Linked DNA regions of Sus scrofa: region 2 is linked to region 1. The links are chromatin contacts, called in public Hi-C maps. All regions are on one chromosome and are shown on one strand. The core of a region is the stretch at or near the end of the contact, and the rest is flanking DNA. Distances in the headings are between cores, read along the strand shown. Region 1 has its middle 50 kb from the start of CD1D. Region 2 holds the start of KIRREL (kin of IRRE-like protein 1).

What was found. Hi-C and Micro-C count contacts between places; a contact is called where the count stands out from the background.
Region 2: a contact with region 1 is called in a Hi-C map of undifferentiated spermatogonia, with 2.4 times the contacts expected there. A contact is called at or near these places in 2 of 5 promoter capture datasets (fetal liver and liver), 13 of 47 Hi-C or Micro-C datasets (blood, brain, embryonic fibroblasts and 9 more) and 1 of 2 datasets of targeted methods (skeletal muscle).

The regions. Positions count from the first base shown.
Region 1 is chr4:92,148,698-92,153,132 of Sscrofa11.1, reverse strand. No RefSeq gene overlaps it. Among named protein-coding and RNA genes, the nearest start is that of CD1D, 50 kb to the right of the region's middle.
Region 2 is chr4:92,288,244-92,292,678 of Sscrofa11.1, reverse strand. KIRREL (kin of IRRE-like protein 1) reads left to right here and starts at 1,792. Exons shown (of 15, transcript XM_013996914.2): 1 at 1,792-2,181. The coding sequence starts at 2,130. It overlaps LOC106510123 (a long non-coding RNA gene), which reads left to right. Exons shown (of 5, transcript XR_002343388.1): 5 at 531-1,359.

The DNA of each region.
Region 1 (4,435 bases), core at 1,108-3,607:
CCTTGCTCAGTGGGTTAAGGATCCCGAGTCGCTGTGGCTGTGGTGTAGGCTGGCAGCTGCAGCCCCAATTCAACGCCTAGGCTGGACACAGCCCTAAAAAAGCAACCAGGAGTCCCTGTCATGGCTCAGCGGTAATGAATCTGACTAGTATCCATAAGGACTCGTGTTCAATCCCTGGCCTCATTCAGTGGGTTAAGGATCCAGTGTTGCCATGGGCTATGGTGTAGATCGCAGATAGGGGATCTGCTCAGATCTCATGTTGCTGTGGCTGTGGTATAGGCTGGCAGCTGTAGCTCTGATTCCACCCCTAGCCTGGGAACTGCCATATGCCATGGGTGAGGCCCTAAAAAGGCCAAAAAAAAAAAAAAAAGGAAAGAAAGAAATGTGAGACGACCCCCTGGGCGTGAGTGTTTGGGGGCCGGGGGGGGGGCAGGTGTGTGCAAGGTCTGTGTAGGGGATGGGGAGGTGCTTGTGGACTGAGGTGTGTCTATATGGGGGGGAGGCTGTGCACAAATGGGATTGGTGCCGGGGCTGCATGGGAGTTGGGAGCACCTGCCAGTGCTCTGGAGAAAGAGGGAGGAGCCAAGAGAAGGCAGAGAACCGGGGAGAGGAGTGATAACAAATCCAGCCGGCCCAGGCAGCCTGGCAGGAGGAGAATGAATGGGCCTGACAAGGAGGAGGAACCTTTCCTCAGTTACAGATCTTAGGAAAGAGAACAAAGGAGTGGGGAGGAGGCGCCATGCAGGGAGGGAGAGAGGAGGGCGAGCAGAAGCCAAATGGAGGAGGAGAAGGAGGAAGAGGTAGGGGAATATCAGGGTCAGACGGAGGTGGATCCCGGAAGGAGAGGCCAGCTCAGCTCAGTAATAGTCGTGTGCCTGCTCTGGGCATTGTGGGGCCGGTGGCTGGGGAAGGAAGAGCCAGTCTCGGCCTTGGGTGGGGGAGCAGATGCAATGACAGGTAATTTCACTGTGAGATGGGGTGATGAAGGGGCTGCTGATCTCCCCTGGGGTTTCAGAGAAGGCTGCAGGGAAGAATGAACAAGAGACTGAGATACACTATACAGATACAGCGGGAGGAGGATTGTGGCAGATAGTGATCTGTTCTGCAGGGCCAAGGAGGCTGAGCTCTGGTTAAAGAACGTGGCCCAAGAGAAAACTTTTTTTTTTCTTGCTTTTTTAGGGCTACACTTGCAGCATATGAAAGTTGCAGCATATGGAAGTTCCCAGGCTGGAGGCTGAATCGGAGCAGCAGCTGCCGGCCTACACCACAGGTGCAGCAACTCGGGATCCAAGCCATGTCTGTGACCTGCACCGAAGCTCATGCTCAATGATGATCCTTTAACTCGCTGAGCAAGGCTGGGGCTCGAACCTTCATCCTCATGGATACCAGTCGGGTTTTTAACCCGCTGAGCCACAGTGGGACCTCTGAAAACTATAGATCACAGAAGCCTCCTCACGGAAGCTTTTCCCTGACCCTCAGTGGAGAACATCAATCACCCTGCCTTGGTGGGCTTCCCAGAGGACCCTTACAGATCCTGCTCTGCTCTTGGGTGCTACAGACCAAACTATGTCACACCCAGTGCCAGACCATTCACTGGTGCTCAGCAGATGCTCCACGAATGAATAACTGAACAAAGTAGCCTGCCTGGCGCCAAGCAAGACTCATCTGAGGAAGACAATATTTTTTCAATTTTATTGACGAGGGAGTCGAGGCTCTCCCTCAGCCTTGGGAGAATTTAAAACTAGACTCGTAGCTTCCCTGGGCTTGAGCAGTCTGTTTTTCTCTTTCTTAAAAAAAAAAAAAAAAGCTTAATATGTTCATAGGTTTGATTTATTTTTATTAGCTTCCATGCTGGTCAACATAAAATAATTATAAATTCAAGATTACAATGAAAATCACTACCATTTTAATTTTTTTAGAAAATGTAGGAGGTTCCTAGGCTATATTACACCATCTTCTATGTTTTCTCCTGGGAACATTAAAAAAAAAATCCTGTCCTGCAATAGAAAAGGTTTTAATCGGAAAGGGAAGGAAAAAGGGGAAGATGGTGGAAGTGGGGAGAGGGCAAGCAGGAATCTGGGAGATAGGGAGGCAACCGCCACCCCCACCCCGTGAGAAACTGGTATTCCCATCCGCTTTCAGAGCAGAACCAGGGGCAGCCGTTGGAACCCCTCCAGGCTCTGGTCGGCTTCTCCTCCAGGGGGCGCAGCCGAGCCCCCTGTGCCTGGTGGGCACAATCCCAGGGAGGCTCTGGCTTCTGGAGGCTCCGGCCTCCCGCAGCGGCTAGCTTTGGACCAGGCACCGGGAAGGCGCCGGATCTTCCTGCATCTGTCATCATCTAAGAGAGCCGCTACATGGCCAGAAAAGCCTTGGCGCTTCAGCCAGAGCCCGCCCTAGTCCCTCCTGGTTCCACTGTCTGCCCAGCTGTGGATGAGTAATGGGTCAGCCGGGCCCAGCACCTCCCCCCCTCCTGCCGTCCCAGGCCCCCCGCCCCTGCACCCCCTCCCCTCACCACCCGCAGAGTCCGGAGGTTGCCAGACTGGGAGAAGGGTAAGGCAGGGCACAATTTGTCTTTGCGTAATTATCTGTCAGGTACAGCTTGTGAAGCCTCAGCCACCTCCCCCCAACCATGCAAGAAAATAAATTGCACACATGCACACGGAGACACGGATGGCACGATCTTGCCCTCCGGCCCCAGCAGGCTCAGCTCTGGGAGCAAAGCTCTACCCCGGCGAGCCCAGGACTGCTTGATGCCTGCATGGCAGCCGCCGGACACCCACCCTCCCTCCTCCTGGCCCTGACATGTACGCTTTCATCTCTTCAGCCCGAGTTCCTCATTGGTAAGAGGGGGAGGTCCATTTGGCCTCTATGAAGTCAGAGATGCTGAGAAAGAAAGAAAAGGAAAAAATTCATGGCCACTGGAGTTCCCGTCGTGGCTCAGTGGTTAACCAATCCGACTAAGAACCATGAGGTTGTGGGTTCTATCCCTGGCCTTGCTCAGTGGGTTAAGGGTCCGGCTTTGCCGTGAGCTGTGGTGTAGGTTGCAGATGCGGCTCGGATCCTGCGTTGCCGTGGCTCTGGTGTAGGCTTGGCAGCAACAGTTCCAATTAGACCCCTGGCCTGGGAACCTCCGTATGCCGTGGGTGCGGCCCTAGAAAAGGCAAAAAAAAAAAAAAAAAAAAAAAAGAGGAAAGACAAAAAATTCTTGGCCATTTCTGACGAGAGGAGTTGCAGGTGGGAGAAAGGCCTTAGAGTTGCGTGTAATTTCTAAACTGGACTGTTAGGCAACCCCGATGAAATGGCTGAGTCCCTTCTCTGTGACAGCAGTGGGAGCCACTGTACAGCCGGCAGGTCCAGGCAGCATGCTAAGCTCTCTACACATGTTGTTTCATCGAGCCCCACAAAGAAATCCTGGGTAATGGGTGTTTTTATCCCCACTGTGGAGATGGGGACTTGGAGACCAGAGAAGGCAAGTAACCTGCTCTCAGTCACACAGCTGGTGGTGCTTGACCTGAAGGCAGCTCTTCGCTAATATGGGGGTGAGGCTCCATGGAGCTCTAGCCATTGAAGGCAGAGGAGCAGGGAGTGGGCTGCTGTTCATTTCTTGCATGAGCTTTTGTTTCTTCTTCAATGGAGTTCTCTGCTGGTACAGTGGGTTAAAATTCTGGCATTGTCACTGTAGCAGTTTGGTTCAATCCCTGGCGCAGGAACTTCCACATGCTGGGGGCCCAGCCCCCAAAAACTTTTACTATGCATAATAGGGTCATTTTTTTCTGAATCATTTTGAGAGTTAAACAAACAAGATTTGCAGGGGTTGGAGAAATGAGGTACCTCGCCCTCCTGCCCTCTCTTCTGTATCCCTCAGCATGCAGCATGCAGGGAGCTTAGTGCTAGGAGCCTGGATGGACACAGATGCCTTGAGAACTCAGAGGAACATTTTGGGTGAGGGGTCCCGATGCTTCCTGTGCGCAGAACCCTTCTGGCGATCCAGGGAAACCTGTGGGCTCCTTCTCACAATGTCCCCAAAGGCATACCTTGAATTACAGAGGATTACAAAGCAAGCCAATTGTACTGAAATACTGTTTTTGAAAGAGTCAAAAAACCACTTTCGTGACAGAGTAATCTACCACCTTCTTTAACAGTGCATTCGATAACCAGATCTAGCAGCAGATCTAATAACTACCATAATTTCCAAGTTGTGATGAGTGTAAATGATATTTCAAGACATCTGCAGCAGCTGCTAGAATATGGAAGCATCTTGATTTCTATTAGTGCCAGAAGCACAGGCATGGCTAATCCTACTGGGGCTGGCAGTAGAGGAATACTAAAATCACTTAGAGGAGTCCCCATTGTGGCGCAGTGGAAACAAATCCGACTAGTATCCATGAGGATGCTGGTTCAACCCCTGGCCTCACTCAGTGGTCGGGAATCCAGC
Region 2 (4,435 bases), core at 543-3,042, 140 kb before region 1:
TGCTTTGTTGGTCTCTCATGGCATTTACTACAACCTGGTGTATTTTATATTTTTCTGCTGCCTCTTCCTGCTCTCCAGAATGGAACACTCTGAGGAAAGGATTTTGTTTAAATAGTAAAAAAAAAAAAAAAAAAAAAAAAAAAGAAAAGGAAAAAGAAAAGGAAAAGGAAAAAAGGGGAAAAAATCTATTTTCACTGTTATATCTTCGAGGCCTAGAATTGTGATTGAACATGAGCAGACACTGAAGAAATATCTGCGGAATTCATGATTAATGGATGAGTAAATGGAAAACCCTTATGTATCTGCACGTTGGTGTGTGGCTGTTTGTAGGAATTTGTGATTATATTCCCATTTCTCTGGGTTAGGAATGCTCTTTGTTTTTAAACCGTCTGTTAGCCTGTACATATGTGGTTTTGAATATATGGAGGACTCTCTGGGTCTGTGCATAGTGTGTTTCTGAATATGAGTTTTTGTGTTTTTCTGTCTGTGTTTCTGTGTCCTCTACATGTGGATGTGCTTGGACCATTCAGGCTGGCGTCAGAATCTGTGGAAGGTGTTGTAACAGCATATAACCAGCAGGGGGCACCAGAGAGCCATGCGCCTTTGCTCCGGGGCTGAAATCCAGAAATCTTGGCGGGTAGAGTTAGGGACCCAGGAATCTGGGAGGAAAGAAGAGGAGACCTCTCCAGACCAATACAATACTGTAAAGTTGTGCAATTCCTGTACAATTTCTGTTATTTCTCCTCAGCTCACTCCCTAGGACCCAGCGGTCAAGCATCCCCAACCCTGTGAGATGCAGAATCAAGGAGTTTGGGAGAGAGGTTGTGTGTTAAGCTGAGCCCTTTAAGAAAGAGGAAACCCTTCCTGAAAGCCCTCATCCCTCTCACTAGGACTTCTCTCCCTTCCCTGTAGCCAGCTCTCTCCACCCCAAAGGATCTCCAACTCTATGCTTGGAGATCTTCGTGTGGCTGCCCTCTCCTTGGCCTCTGAAGCCTTCCAGTTGGCTCCTTTCTCCTCTGGATGGGTAGGTGCCCAAGATAAACAAAGGCAGGAGTCCACTGTGCCTCTCCCCAGTCAGCTGAGGACTCCAACCCAGTCTGGTCCCACTGTGTGCTCGGCGAGGCCCCGAGGCAGGGGCTCTGGGCAGGTCCAAGAATTCTAGGATTCTCCAGCTTTGGGGTTTGGAGGTGGGAAGAAGTGTGTATCCCTCTCCACCCCTAACCTTCATGAGTCTTTTGAGAATTCCCAATTTGGGGGATCTAGGGGTTAGATTCTGGGTGTGGAATTGACAAATAAAAAAAAGATTTGATGCTTTTCGATTCCATGAACCAGCGCCTGCCCACCCCCTCCTCTCCCATACACGCTTACACACACCCAAACACACACAAACACTCACACACCCTTCCCATCACAGTCATTCCCTGGGCTAAAGGCTCGTCCTCAGCCCATGCCCCGCCTCCCCAATCTGATGCCTAGCTCCGTAGCCCGGGACTAAGGTTGTGTATATAAATGGGGGGGAGGTGCGGGTGGGCAGGGATCCGGCCGTCCCAGCGCCCGCGACTGTCACGTTCATTACCCCTTTTGCCCTCCACCGCTTTCTCTTTTGGTCTCTGTCCATCTCAGTTCCAGCGAGGGGTGTGAGTGAGTGTGTGTGTGTGTGTGTGTACGCGCGCGCGCACGGTGGGGGGAGCGGGGGGGGAGGGCTGTGGAGGGAGGCGCCGTCGGAGGGAGAGTAGACGTCAGGAGGAGGGACAGAGGAGGGAGAGAGGGAAGGAAGAGAAGGGGAGAGAAAGGGAGAGCAGAGACCGAAAGAGACCCCGAGAGATAAAGCTAGAGGCGAGAAATAATAAAGGGGAGAGGGGAAGGACAGAGGGGGGCGGAGAGAGAGAAGAGGGAGAGAGAGGTGGGGAGACGGAGAGGGACGGGACCGGGAGGAAAGAGAGATAAAGAGAAGCGGAGGGAAGGGAAGTGAGTTTGTGCGCGCGAGTGAGTGTGCGTGTGAGTGTGTAGGGGCGGGCGCGGGCGGTGGGGGGCGGGCTCCCGGGCTCCCCTCCTCCGCAGCCCGCTCCTCTCGCTCCCTCGCCAACTCCGGGCCCCAGCCGCGGGCGGGCGCACGGCGGGCGGACAGCATGCTGAGCCTCCTCGTCTGGATCCTCACTCTCTCCGATACTTTCTCCCAAGGTAAGGGCCCCCCGCCCGCGGCTGCCCTCGGCTCCCACCCCCACCCCCCCGGCCGGGCTCTGCGCCCCCGCCGTGGGGAGCACTGGGGGGGGGGCGGCCCGCGGCAGGTCCCGGCGGTCGGAGACGCCACGAGGCGGGGGCTGGGGCCCAGCGCGGAGTCCCGGGGGAGGGGGCGCGGAGTAACGGGGCCCGGCGCGGAGGAGTTTTCCGTTGATTTGCCCAAGTTGTTTCCTCTGGCTGCGCGGGAGAACGGAGAATCGGGGCCGCGGGGGCCGGGGGTCGGAGTGGAAAAGGGATCCGGAGGCTCCAAGTCTTTTCCGGAGCCTCTGGCAGCCCTGCCTGCCTCCACCCTCTGAGGCCAGGAGTCCGGACGCCTGGGTCCTGGCCGGGGGAAGGCTGCGGAGAGGGTGGGATTTCAGATGCTGGGAGGTGGGAGGTGCGCGGTGCGCGGTGCGCGGAAAGCCGAGGACCCCCTGCTCCGGAAGATGGAGCTGAGGGAATCCCTGTCCTCCATCCAGCCGAACCCCTGGGGCGGGGTGGGGGTGGGGGTTCTGAGCCTGAGCCGCGGCTCCTGACTGCCTGGGGCTGCCCCCTCCAGGGGAAGGGAGGGTTGCCTCCGGGCCTCTGGTGGGGATTTGAACCCCTGCCCGCGGAGGCTCCGGCTCGGGAGCGGAGTTCCAAAGGCAGCTTCAGGCCCGCGCGATATGGAAAGGGGCACCTGCAGGGGAACTAACACCCCACTTGGGGTCAGGAAAGTGGGGATGGCCGGGGCTCTTTTTGGGACTGGCAGGGGAGAGGCTGGGAGGTGGAGGGGGATGAGAATGTTAGTGTGTCCTGAGGCTGGGCTGGAGGGGACGCGTGCGGCCGCCAGGGGAACTGAAGAAATCCAGGGCCCAGACTCCAGCCAAGACTGGGGTCTGTGGGAGTGGATTTTTGTCTCCTGGGGCTGACTCTAAGGAAGATTTAATCCTGCTGAGCTAGCTCCCCCTTCTCCCTCCCCGCCCCGCAAATGGAGCTGACACACAGAAATTGACACACAAACACCCAAAACCAGTCATAGACACTGAGACAGACTATTCACCTATGGAGACAGACATACCCGCGAGCATCCCCCACACGGAGACAGACACATATACACAAAGACACTGACACATCTGAGGAAGACAGGTTCCTCCCCCTTATCGGCACATGCGTGCACATTCATGCACCCAAACACATCAAAACTCACAGACACAGTACATGTATGCAGGCAGGCATTTACAAGGACACCACACACACACACACACACACACACACTGAAACCCAGCTACAGATACCTAACCCTCCAGCAAACAAAGAAACTTGAAGAGACATTCATATAGGCAGACACCTATGGAGATGTACAGACTACAAAATGGAGGAGGTGGTCTCCTTTTTTGGGGTGGTGGGGCCGTGGGAATCCAGGAAGAAGGAAGTTAGCTTGGACAGGTTAGCCCTGCTCTCAATCCCCTTCCTGGGCTGGTGGGTGTGTGTTTAGGGGTGGGGTGTTATGCTGGACCCCTCCCCTCCCCTCCTGGCCAGGCCCCTCCCCAGCTCTGAAGGCCAAGCCAGGCTGAGCTGGTGGAGGTGGGTCCCCATCCATCCCCTTAGAGCCCCCCAACCCCCCCCCCACAGACACACACACACACACACACACTCAGAATTTGGGAAGAGCGCGCATCTGTGGTGTGAGTGGAGTGGGAGGTGGTGCCGAGGGAGAGGAGGTCTGGCCCTGGGGTTGGCAGGCCAAGCCAGCCACTTGGCAGAAAGTTGGGAAGATGACTTAAGTTCTGACTTTGTTCAGCCAGGCTGCTGGAGAGGGTGAAGGGGGGAGAGGGGAGGGCCCACGGTGGTGGGGGAGGGGTCGGCTGGGTCAGTATTGGTATGTGATGGGGGCAGGCCTTGGTCTGCCCCTTTTCCCGCAGCCCTAATGTGTCAGCAACATGGATACGAAAAGCTTCCAGGAACAAAAGCTGCAGTTAGCAAACGGGAGAGGCATGTGGATCGAGTCGGGACAGAAATGGGCTGGGAGAAGTGTGTGGAGTGCCTTTCTCCCTCCGAAAAGGGAGGGGGAGGGGGAAGGGGTCGAGGTTAGCTGAGCCCCCATGTCGCCTCCTCCAGGACCCGATGAAAGTGTGCAAACGTGTTTGGGGTGGGGGGAGGGGATAGCAAAGGGGGAAACAAGGGGACCGAGCGGAGGGGAGAGGAAGCCACTCCTGAGTGTTCCTAGGAAGCT